3 separate regions of the Zea mays genome follow, and regions 1 and 3 are each linked to region 2. A link is a contact called in public Hi-C and HiChIP or PLAC-seq data. All regions are on one chromosome and are shown on one strand. The core of a region is the stretch at or near the end of the contact, and the rest is flanking DNA. Distances in the headings are between cores, read along the strand shown.

Region 1 (3,763 bases), core at 1,213-3,712, 300 kb before region 2:
GCATGTAATACTTGGGTTGTAACAACCTCTATTTACATTGGTGTACAGGATATTCCTATGATGTAGTAGCTAACCAAGGGAAAGGCCATACTTTAAGAGGCTACCCCTTCATTACCCTATAAATACCCCTACCCAGATAGGGTGATAGGATAGCTGACAAGATATTTTGAGAGCCATTGTTCCTCACTTTTCTTGTTTTTGCATAGTTGTCCATCTTATTTGTTTCTCATCTGTAAGAATCCAACATTTGGCACCCACCATATCCACTACAGAAAACAAGCCCGCGATGCATCCCAAGAAGATGAGCACCTAATCATAGCCTACTCTCAAGTCCACGGCAATGAAGGCACACTCCACTGGCAATGCAACAAAAGAAAAGGTTACCTTCACTGATCATAGTCAAATAACAAAAGTAGAGGTAGTCTTCGTTGTTCACAACAAACTAGCAAGAGCGAGGTCCCCCTTCCCTCACTTCAATGGCCATCAAACAACAAAAGGCTCGAACACAAGCCTAGTGCCCTTATCGATTTCCTCCGGGCCAACCGCGATGTTTTTGCCTGGAAGACCACAGATATGCCAGGAATCTCGAGGGAGGTCGACAAACACTCCCTAGATATCTAGCCTACGGCCAGGCCAGTCACCTAGCGGCTTCGTTATTTTGATGAAGAAAAGCGCAAGGCCATTGGCGAAGAGGTAGCAAGGATTGTGGCGGTGGGATTCATAAGGGAAATACACCACCTAGTGTGGATAACGAATCATGTGCTTGTTAAGAAGAAGAATGGGAATTGGAGGATGTGCGTCGACTAAATAGGGCTCAATAAAGCATGCCCCAAAGACCCTTCCCTCTCCCATGTGTCAATCAGGCCATAGACTCGACCATCGGGTGTGAGTTCCTTTCCTTCCTGGACGCATACTCGAGCTACCACCAAATCGCCATGATGAGACCGACCAACATGCCACCACCTTCATTACCCTCTTCGCCATGTTCCGCTACGTCTCCATGTCGTTCGGCTTGAAGAGCGTTGGAGCTACGTACCAGAGGCGCATGTGCCACTGCTTCACCGACCAAGTCGGACGTAACTTGGAGGTCTACGTGGACGACATCGTTGTAAAGACCAAAAATCCCGCAATGGAGTGATGTCGAAGCGTAGTCGATCTCCATGTGTGGCTGCTACGGCCTTCGGCCGACTCGTCGCCGACCTCCATGTGCGGCTGCTCCGGCCTCCGGTGCTCTGCTCCCCCCTCTGAGACCATCGACCTTTGGTGCTTCAGTGCTCCCCCTTCGACGGCGGTGCGACGCTATAGCGACGGCTGTGGCGTGGTGTTAAAGCGGCGGCGCTGCGCTAGGTCAAGCCATGGGCATAGGTCACAAGGACTTGAGTAGACTCACATGTTGGGTCTTGGGTTGGCCATTTGGGTCATTGGTTGGGCCTGCCACGCGTACACAGTAACACTAACATGGTACACTATCCGCTTAACAGGGTGGGTTACGGGGATGGGGAGTGGGTAACCATACCTGACCCCGCTAGACCCGATAGGGGAATGATTTTGTACCATAAGGATCCCTCGTGGGGATCAAATTGACCCCATACACATCCCCTAATAGAGGAATTACCCATGGGAAATCAGGGATCGGGTCCCCATTACCATCTCTAAGGAGGATGTGGTTCATGGGATTATGCTAAAACTTGGCTTCTACTAATAATAAATAATTTCACATAAACACCTAGTTGCCCTCGGTGCAACCTTTGCTTAGGAGAAGTTGCTGAAGCAATTTCCAAGAGTTCCAAGACTTTGTGAAGCATGAAGGCTAGGTCTACGATCTCCCCAAGTCAGATGTATGTGGAGTGACATGTTCTCCCTTGTCTTTCTATGCTTCCGTTTTCGCGTAAGTGTTGCTGCATAATGTTATGTAAAATATCTATTTTATTTCGAGCATTGTACAATGATATGTCATTTATGTAGCCGTTGTGTATGTGAGTTTGGTCCTGTATTTATGTAGTCGTTTGTGTATGTGAGTTTTGATCCTGTCACGTATATAGTTTGTATTTGATTTGTCTTTTGAAACCGAGTACGATATAGGTGGTATCAAAGTCGTTCTTGTTTTTTACTATAAACAATAGTGTTACGTAGTGTAGTTTTAAATATAGAGATAGTGGATTTTTAAATATATAGTAATATATGTAATTTGCTGGAGATAACCATGGCTATGCCGAGCTGCGTCACCTCGAGCGGTCACGTCTCGCTCCTATCGTTAGGTCTCTCGCGATCTGACGCTCTCTTTCACCTCAAGCGGCGCCACCAGGCCCTGGTCTACTCTACTCTACTGTGGGAACGAGTGGACAAGCTATGCAGTCGAGAAGGACCCCTGGTCCCAAACTGACCGGTAGGAGTACACCACAAGGTGAAAGCCATTGGCTGCGGTCGTGTCCCTCGGCGACACGCGCGCATGCAGCTCTTGGAATAGCTGCGCCGCAAGACATCCGTCAGCTCCGCCCAGGCAGACCGGTGCAGTGGTACACGACCAGACGGCACCGATCTATATGTATTGGCAATTTCTCCTTTTCCTTTGTAGTCTGGCTGGCGTGGGCGTCAGCAAAATTGCTTTTGTGGGATTGATGCGATGTAGGTGCGTGTCCGTGTAGCTTGCAACGTCTGCCTCAGCTTTCTTCACGTTTCCTTTCCTTTCTCCGCACATGTGTATTCGAAACTTTGTTCATATTACACATGAGCACCGATCGGATTCGGAGCCGAAGGGGTTACCCGCTCATGAAAGCCTTGTTTGGATAAATAAGGATTGAAGTGTATTTTAGAAATTGAAAGGGAAATTAGTTCATATTATACTTCAATACACCTTATACCACATCAATCCACTTCAATCCAAGATTACCCAAACAAACCCGAAAGCAGAAGCTGTTCTTGGTCTTATCGGTTTTTGAACACCGCTCACCGCTACGGTTTTCTTATCGACGCTTGGGCACAGCTCCGGTTTGGAGCGCAGGGGTTGCCCGATCATGAAAGCTAAAGCATGTATAAAGGTCTCAACCGACTTGTGCAGTGCACTGAACTTTGCAGGATGCAAACATTCAGATCCTGTCTATACATATACACTTGTGCAATGTCCTGCAAACATTCAGATCCTGTCTATACATATACACTTGTGCAATGAACAATATGGTTGCCGTGCCATTTTGAACAATGCCCAGTTTTCAACATTATAATATCACTGCAAGTATCATTATATGTATATATATATGCTACACCATCCAATTTCTATAACATTATATAATTTTGCAACACAGGCAAGTGGACAATGAAACCAAACAAGGTAACTCCGCAGAACAATGCCAATTTTTCTTGCTCTCGCCGACCAAAGAACAAAACCCAATTACAATGTCCTGTTGACAAAAAAAAACATATACCGCAGCTCGTACAACCGTTGTCTTACCAACCGAAACCATATACAATCTACTCCGAACCAGTAATAAACTTTGACAACTCGGAGAATGCAACCCCACCACCTGAGGTGAGTTTCTATAACAAATGCTCTTACAAGCCCCCCCCCAAAAAAAAATTCAACAAGACGGAGCAACTGTCCTCGAGAGAAACTTTCTTGCGCAACCAAGACGGCAACAACAGGCCACGAAGAACATGGCCGACGTGACAGATTATCCAAGATGCTTCCTCACAAGGATAGAATTTTGCGAGCCTAAAATTGTCCTACCCTTAAAGGTTGGCTAAGGCTGCAAAACTCATACCAGCG
Region 2 (4,099 bases), core at 28-2,527:
TTGGTCTCTCGAACAAATCTATCCTTTTCTATACAAATGGTATGTATTAGTAATATATAATTCTTGGGAGTCGAGAGCCAACCTTTTCCACACACTATATTCTAGGATTTCATTGCGAGACTGATAAAGATAACTCTTTATGTCAGAAAAAAACTCGAGTAAGCATGCCATGTCAGCTAGAACGAGTGGATATTATTTTTACTTGATTTTTTTTTCTTTTTTTAGATGAGCATATGAACACTTAGATGGACACTGTTGCATGTTAAACCCATAAATCTTGCATGTATGAACCCTATGTATGAAATTACAGATTTTTGTGTCTCGGAATTGTGAACCCTATTATATTGTGAATTTGTGAACTTTGAACTTTGAGTCTGTAAATTTGTGATCTTTATGAACTTGTTATATTATGAAATTGTAATCTTTGTGAACTTTTATATTATGAGTTTGTGATATTTATGAACTTGGTATATTGTGAACTTGTGGTCTTTGTGATATTTGTCAACTTTGTTATATTGTGAACTTGTTATACTGAGATATTTTTATATTGATATGTTTATCAATCATATTTTAGACTTTGATTATTACCAGTGTATTTTTCATGTCGAACTTTCGTTTTCGATGTTTCTAAAATACCGATATCATTTTAGTTTTCGGAGTTATTGTTTTTAATTTCGTTTCGATAAAAAAAATATAAAAATGGTAACGGTTTTAGCGTTTACCGATGGTTTTCATCCCCACCCACCCCAAACACAGTGTACTATAGGGGACAACCGCTCCAACGTTTCCTCCCATAGTGTCTCATATATGGGGTGAGAGAAAGCTACTCCATATATGGAGTGAGTTTCAATCTCCCCATATTCTCCAATTACTCTATTTATTTGCAATATTAATCTTATTTACGTTTTGTCACCTGATAATAATGTGCATTATCATAGTACAAATAGTCTTGGATTTTTTAAACTTCAAAAAATAATGAAAAATGCTAAATAATTTAATTATAATATATAGAGGGAGCTGTATATGGAGAATGGTTAGAGACATCATGCATATGGAGATAATATTTTTTAGAGACATATAGTAAAGTATACTTGTATATGGAGATAATATTTTTAGAGACATATAGTAAAGTATAATATAAAGTATAGATTGAGTGAGAAATGTGGGATGAATGATTAGAGCTGGCCTAAGATGTGAAAGTCAGCTTTTAAACATCGGAGTGGCTGAGTGGGAGAGGTCTGGTTTAAACACCGACCGTTGAAAGCAACGCCGATTCAATTTTCACTTGGCCTCCTCATCTTTTCCTCCTTTTCGGCCGGCGTCATCGCCGAACGCGGATACACCGATACACATACCCCGGCTAGCTGTCTGGACTCTGGAGTGTCCTCCGGGCTAAGCAAACCCATAGCCCGATCAGATCGATGGCACCGGCGCCCCGCGCTTCCAGCTTCTTCTCGGTGCTCCTCGTCCTCCTCTTTGCGCTGTCGGTGGGGTGCGCGTCCGCCACCGGCGTCTTCCAGGTGCGCCGCAAGTTCCCGCGCCACGGAGGACGGGGTGTGGCGGAGCACCTCGCGGCGCTGCGGAGGCATGACGCCAACCGCCACGGCCGGCTCCTTGGCGCCGTCGACTTGGCCCTCGGCGGCGTCGGGCTCCCCACAGATACCGGGTAGGTGACCTATCAGCCTCGCCGGCGCGCGCTGTTTTTCTGGCTGCAGCTTCCCCATAGGTCAGTAGTATGCTTTTCTTGGCGTGTCTGACTGGGGGTCTTCGCAGCACAGCCTGTACTACACCCGGATCGAGATCGGCTCGCCGCCCAAGGGCTACTACGTGCAGGTGGACACCGGCAGCGATATCCTCTGGGTCAACTGCATCCGCTGCGATGGCTGCCCCACCAGAAGCGGACTTGGGGTACTGCTCCATCTGACCATCTCCATGGCCAGGCCACACCAGGCCATGCGCGATGCTCCCATGCCATGCTTGTCCCTATGGTCCTTGCCTGCTTGGTGTGATGATTTTTGTCGTGAAGAATCGTCCTTCCCTGCGCGTTGGTTTGGTTGCAGATAGAGCTGACGCAGTACGATCCGGCTGGGAGCGGGACCACGGTGGGGTGCGAGCAGGAGTTCTGCGTTGCCAACAGCGCGGGCGGCGTGCCCCCCACGTGCCCCTCGACGTCGTCGCCGTGCCAGTTCAGGATCACCTACGGAGATGGGAGCACAACCACCGGCTTCTACGTCACAGACTTCGTGCAGTACAACCAGGTGTCCGGCAACGGCCAGACCACCACGTCCAATGCCAGCATCACCTTTGGGTGAGCCTTTTGGAACAAGTGCCTGCACCTGGCCAGGGGACCACTCGTTTGTACTCGTCCGTTAATTCTGCCTCTCTTCTCGTTATGCTTCTGCAGGTGTGGTGCTCAGCTTGGTGGGGATTTGGGATCCTCGAACCAGGCCCTTGATGGGATTCTTGGGTTCGGCCAGTCGGATTCGTCGATGCTATCGCAGTTGGCTGCTGCTCGTAGAGTGAGGAAGATTTTTGCTCACTGCTTGGACACTGTGCGTGGTGGTGGCATCTTCGCTATCGGGAATGTGGTACAGCCCAAAGTAAAGACGACGCCGTTGGTGCCCAACGTGTATGTGGTCTCTGTTCTGTTTTCCCCCGTTTACATCATCGTCATATCTATTTTCTTCGTCTCATGTCTACTTTGTGCGAATGTTCCTTCAGCTGCTCTCTTGGCAGTCTTTGTTGGCGGCTAGTTAGTTTCTTTGATAAATTCAGGGGTCTTCCTTGCCATGGCTTATCAGCTGCGGCTCTGCTGTGACTGTGACCTGCTGTTTATACTTTTCTCTATACATGGAAGAGCGGATTCCATCGATTTATTTGTATGATGATGAGGGTCAAAGTGTGGAGTGTGGAATGACATTTCTTTGTTTGAAAAAAGCAAAAAATGTCAAGCCTTCAATATTAGCTAGTGGAGTAGGCTCTCTATTAATATATCTGATAGTTAAGAGAGTTGACCGATCCAGCACCCAAAGCTTTGACAGTATTTCCTAGACATAAAAGCTTTGCATGTTTCCTAGTCATGGTTCATTGAAATTTGATCCAAAATATATTTCCTTAAAAATTTGAAAGAAATCTACTGAATATAGAAGCTTTGACCAGTATGTCATAGACATAAAAGTTGACTCTTTTCTTGGCATGATTCATTAAAGTTTGATCTTGATGCATGAATTGTTTGTCATAAGTTGGTTTATGCTCATTAGTCATTACTTTCATCTGTTTAATGTAATATTCCCGAGTTCCAGGTCCTTGTCTTTATAGCTTTAAATGTCAATGCCTTGGTTTACTCTTCATGTGCGCCCCCATGTACAACCCTGAGCCCTTTGAATGGTTTACTATGTATAAGAGACAACTAAGAAACTTCACAATACAATCCTGAGCTCCCTAGAGCATAAATGTAGTGAAGAGCCTAAAAACAATATGTATAGAGAGTCGTATAGAGACGCGTTCTTCGCGAAAAGCCGGTCTCTTGTACTTTTTTCAGTTAACCCTCTAAAGACCCCTCAAAAGATCATATATTAAATAGGGTTGTACATGTCCATAGATTGATCTATGTAAATAGTAAATCCAATATTCTCTTCAATTACTTCTCCGCATGTATCGGTAACTGGTTTATAGTAGGACAAACAGTGTCTTACTACCGATATACACGGGTTGATATTTCCTATCTTATGAATGATGTTCACTGTGTAATTTCTGGAACCTTATTAAAATTTACACAGGACACACTACAATGTCAATCTGCAAGGAATTTCTGTTGGTGGTGCTACACTTCAGCTTCCAACAAGTACTTTTGATTCTGGTGACAGTAAAGGCACTATCATTGACAGTGGGACAACACTGGCATATCTTCCGAGGGAAGTTTATAGGACTTTGTTGGCTGCGGTATGAGATTTTCTGTATGAAACAATCTTTGTAGTGAAGAACAATTTGTACCTGCCATATAATGTTTTCTTGACCAATTTTAGGTCTTTGATAAGTACCAAGATTTGCCCTTACATAATTATCAAGACTTCGTGTGTTTTCAATTTTCTGGAAGGTA
Region 3 (4,187 bases), core at 1,312-3,811, 280 kb before region 2:
AGGGATTATGAAATGGGGATATGTAACAAGACAAATGGGAGGTCTTGCATAGGGGCCACTAACCAGGCATATCAGTTCATAATGCAACAGCTGTAGTTTAGGTATTACACCAATTAAGTTGTATTTTGTTTAGTTATCCTTAGATTTCCTTTAATGTCTACATTCAGCTATGATTCAACAATACAAGGATACCATCGATATCATTCCCTATTAGTCAAGCCAGATAAATAAACAAGTATTTCTCTGCCAGTGGTTCTATCAATCCACTATGTAGTCTACAATTCTCTTAAAATTTCACCTTCAGGAATGAAAACTGGTCCTCCTTAAGAGCACCATTTGCCCTGAAATGATGTATCCTGAGTTCATGACACTGCGTTATTAGAGCCAACACCTTGCATTCCACCAATAAGTTATAACTTCACTTCAACTCAGGCTAGACAGGCATCACAGTGGATATGATGGCAATAACATGGCACATCAAGTGGTTATGTCCCCACTAAATTGATATTTGTTTGTGCAATTGCAGAATCTATATCCTCCATATTGTCCAATGCTTGAATGCAGGTGCCATTGGAAGTGAAAATCGCAGAAAAGGTACTAGATCAGTAGGCACTGTTGCTTGTATCAACACAAGAAGATCAAGAGGAAAGCTTTCCCTTGATACCTCGCTACAGCCCCAAGCTCACTACATGGCCAGCATCCACACAGCCTCCCAAGTCACCCACTGACATTGCAATCTAACACAAGCTCCAACAATATTGAAATGAAACCATGTCAACATCATGGCCTCTTGTTGTATAGGATTCCAAATTGTACTTCAGACAGCCAGGGATACGTTGTCATGCAAGGGTGTCAGATGTTGTCATGTAGAGAGGCCCAAACAAGTTCAAACAATTCACAGCATATATGGCAACCATGATAATTGTGTGCCACCGAATGTTACTGGAGATCTCAAATTGCCACTGGAAAGTTATGGTCCCCCTCCTAAACCATCACTTCATCTTGTTTATTGCCTTGCAACAGTACACGATGGGACAAAAACTGAATTCTCGATTACTTGTGTATTACCTACTACCAATTCCATTTGATATAGGTGGCACGTAGGGGCTAAAGAAGATGAATTGGAGGAATAGGGGTGTCCTTCACTTTTTAATGCCAAATCAAAGCATTTGATCACACACAGAGAATTAACCCTAAGCAGAATGTGTTCATCTTTCTAAATTACAATTCAAAAGGTACAGGATACCTCTAAATTACCATGAACTGATCATGACACTAGAAAGGGAAAGTTGGATATGTACCGTTAAAAGATTACAACTTTAGATATATACCATTGCTATCTCACTTACGTGTGGGGTTCACATGAGTCAATGACATGTGGAGCCCATGGTATATATCTAAAGTTGCAATCTTTTAATGGTATAAATCTAATTATTCCCACTAGAAAATGCATCAAATTACTTAGAAAGCTCATCAAATAATCAAAGACTGAGCAAACAACACTCAGTGCACCATCTTGACCAATATATGTTACACAAGTATCACAACTGGAAGCTTTTAAGCCAATCCAATCAGCTGACCCAAAAAACGAAAATGTTTTGTGGTAAATGTACTATTAAAAGCGAAATTGGAACAACCACCAAAAGTTAGCACCCTAACCTCAGTTTTAATCCTTTGCAACTGCCAAACAGAATTTGTAATCACGATAACAATAAAACAAATAATGGGATACTTTGGAACACCAGTACGGATTTCAAAAACGACACCTTCATATTGTGATCGACTATGTAGCCCATTTGAATATGTTGACCCGCTAACCTATCTGTGCTCGAACAGTTAATCGAGTCACCAACTTTTTGGCATCGCCTCGCAGTGTAACTGATATTACTGTAGGAGACCCCAGAAAACTTAATGAACCTAACAACTCAAACCCGCTGCAACAGTACAGTCAGTACCAAATTACCGCAGTACAGCAGTGAAACTTGCACAAGTACCGAGCACGATACCACGAAAACACACACGAACCCTGTGCATCGGAATAATCAGAGCACCAACGACGAATACAAAGGCCCCCTGGAAAAAAAACCAAGCGCTCGAAGTATCGACCTCCCAGATTCGCGCACATCGAGCCCCCAGATTCGCGCGCGGATCACCTCGAAGACCCAGCTATCGACTCGCGATCAAACAGTAACAAGACGCCTTCAGAGGGGTTTGGATACTGAGGAGGAGCTGAGGTCCACCATCGGGTGACGAGACTACGGAAGGCGACGAGGCGCTCACCTGGTTGAGACTCTCCTCTGCAGCTTTGCGCTCCTCAGGAACGTGACTGAGCGCGGCGCGCAGCACGACGGCGAGGCTTGGCAGATCCATGTCCACCTGCGCCAGCGGCTGCAGGTTGTGCCAAAGAGACTGGAGGGCGGAGGCGGAGACCAACCTAGCCCGGGGGGGCAGGACTCAGGCTCGGGCTCCGCCGCCGCCGCGAGGGGACGGGGGTGGAGAGCGCTGAGTGGGCCGTGCGGGCGTGGGGGTGGCGGTCTCTCCTCCTTTTTGGCGTCGCGAGGTCTTCGGGGCGGGGGCGTGCGGGAGAGAGGCAGGGATCAAAATGTATTTAACCCTAGGGTTTGGTCCGGGTGCGGCGCGAAGGGTGGGTTGGTGACCATGGGATGTTATGCTGACAGATCGGACCCAGCAGTCAGGAGATCCTCTGTGCCGGACTGACCGGCCTCGCTGGTGGCTGCGGCTGCCAGCAGGGGTCACCTGCCGGGGCAAGCACAGAGCCGCAGAGAGACAGCTCACAGCTGGTTGCCTGGTTACAGCGCCTCTATCATTTCGCTCGTTTTGGATTAGACACGCCAAACGCCGATTGGTCGAAATTCCTACATTAGAAGATGGAGTTTTCCTTTACATTAGAAGATGGAGTTTTCCTTTAGGGATAATTTAGGAGTCACAAAATTAAAAGGGATTAGAGGGGCTACAAAATCGAAGGGGATTGAATAAACTTTGACTAGCAAACTAGACCTCATGGAGATGTAAACGCGGAAACTCGGTAAACAAAGACGGATTCCCCATCTCGTTCCTCGCGGAGACCCGTTAAACATGCACATGACGATGTTTTCGTATACTACTTAATAATAAAATTAATTAATTATCTTATCAAGAGATTACTCATTGTACAAATGTGTTATTTTTTATGTACACATAATAATTTCTTACATCTCACAATATATAGAAGTAATGATGTTTTGCGTTAATAACAAAGAATCTATATCCTAATTATAATTTAAGCGGGATCCCAATCCCCACTTAAATCTCCGTCGTGGATTTATCCCGTAGAAGATGGGGAAGAAATGCACCCTGCAAGCGTTTGTGGATATCCCTGGGGAAGTTTTTATGTCGTGAGGAAGGAGATGGGGAGGTATTCCCCGACAGCGAATTACTCATTGTCATCCTTGTCATCCCTAGATTCAATCTCTACTACTCTATAAGGACGCAAGGAGGGCGTCCACTGTAATACCCAACTTTGAAATATAAGAGAAAGAAATAAATCTTCATGTGTAGTACCTTTTCATTCATGAAAAGTATTAGAAGGCAAAGGTAAAGTGGATAATTCCTTAATAAAATATGCATCATGCTGAATTTATTTTGTGTGAGTGCATTCACTGAAAATAGTGATTACATAAATGGGAATTAAGACTTGGTTTACAATTTAGAATTTGAAATAATAAAGAAAGAGAGGAAAGATGCCATGAAGGAAATACCTACATAAAACATTATACCGTGTTCATCACTAGATTTGAATTTGTACAATTGAAATATGAACGAGTCCAAAACAAAAAAATTTAAAAGTCAAAATTTGAAATTCAAAATGAGAAAAAAAGGAAATCAGAAAAGAAAAGAGAGAATACAAAAGAAAAAGAAAAAAAACTCGCGCTGGGCGCTCCTGGGCCGCTTCAACTCCATTTTGGCCCATTTAGCTTCTGCCCCCGCGCAGCCCAATCCGCATTCCCCGCCACTGGCGCGTGGACCCAGGACGTCAGACTCGCCCCCTTCCTTCGCCCGCGCGACCCGGGCGAGCTCCATCCTTGCGCGATCCTCGGAATCGGTTGACGACGCAACGAACTGACCCCCGCGCGATCGTAAGGGATTACCCTGGGGCTCTACGTCCTCTTTGCGTCAATCCCCCTCCA

The links. A called contact is a pair of places that touch in the nucleus more often than the background predicts. HiChIP or PLAC-seq counts read pairs in DNA pulled down with a chosen protein or histone mark.
Region 1: an H3K4me3 HiChIP or PLAC-seq map of leaf shows a contact between it and region 2, with 5 times the contacts expected there. The contact joins the enhancer-like site here to the promoter of LOC100283580 in region 2. A contact is called at or near these places in 4 of 25 Hi-C or Micro-C datasets (leaf and tassel) and 2 of 3 datasets of contacts at active chromatin or transcription factors (leaf and seedling).
Region 3: a Hi-C map of leaf shows a contact between it and region 2, with 8 times the contacts expected there. The contact joins the promoter of LOC100193617 here to the promoter of LOC100283580 in region 2. A contact is called at or near these places in 9 of 25 Hi-C or Micro-C datasets (bundle sheath, ear, endosperm and 4 more) and 2 of 3 datasets of contacts at active chromatin or transcription factors (leaf and seedling).

What each region holds. Positions count from the first base shown.
Region 1 is chr5:163,654,035-163,657,797 of Zm-B73-REFERENCE-NAM-5.0, reverse strand. LOC100193617 reads right to left here. Exons shown (of 22, transcript NM_001358847.1): 22 at 3,335-3,763. Among protein-coding and RNA genes, the nearest start is that of LOC118471960, 11 kb to the left of the region's middle. Within about 2 kb of position 2,462, at least 20 of the 20 cell types and tissues checked have an H3K27ac peak or open chromatin away from gene starts, as enhancers often do. A contact at or near this core is called in leaf, seedling and tassel, where this site is marked.
Region 2 is chr5:163,354,569-163,358,667 of Zm-B73-REFERENCE-NAM-5.0, reverse strand. LOC100283580 reads left to right here and starts at 1,277. Exons shown (of 10, transcript NM_001156481.1): 1 at 1,277-1,666; 2 at 1,779-1,908; 3 at 2,061-2,308; 4 at 2,405-2,629; 5 at 3,780-3,942; 6 at 4,026-4,096. The coding sequence starts at 1,422.
Region 3 is chr5:163,632,492-163,636,678 of Zm-B73-REFERENCE-NAM-5.0, reverse strand. It overlaps LOC100193617, which reads right to left and starts at 2,561. Exons shown (of 22, transcript NM_001358847.1): 1 at 2,281-2,561. The coding sequence starts at 2,370.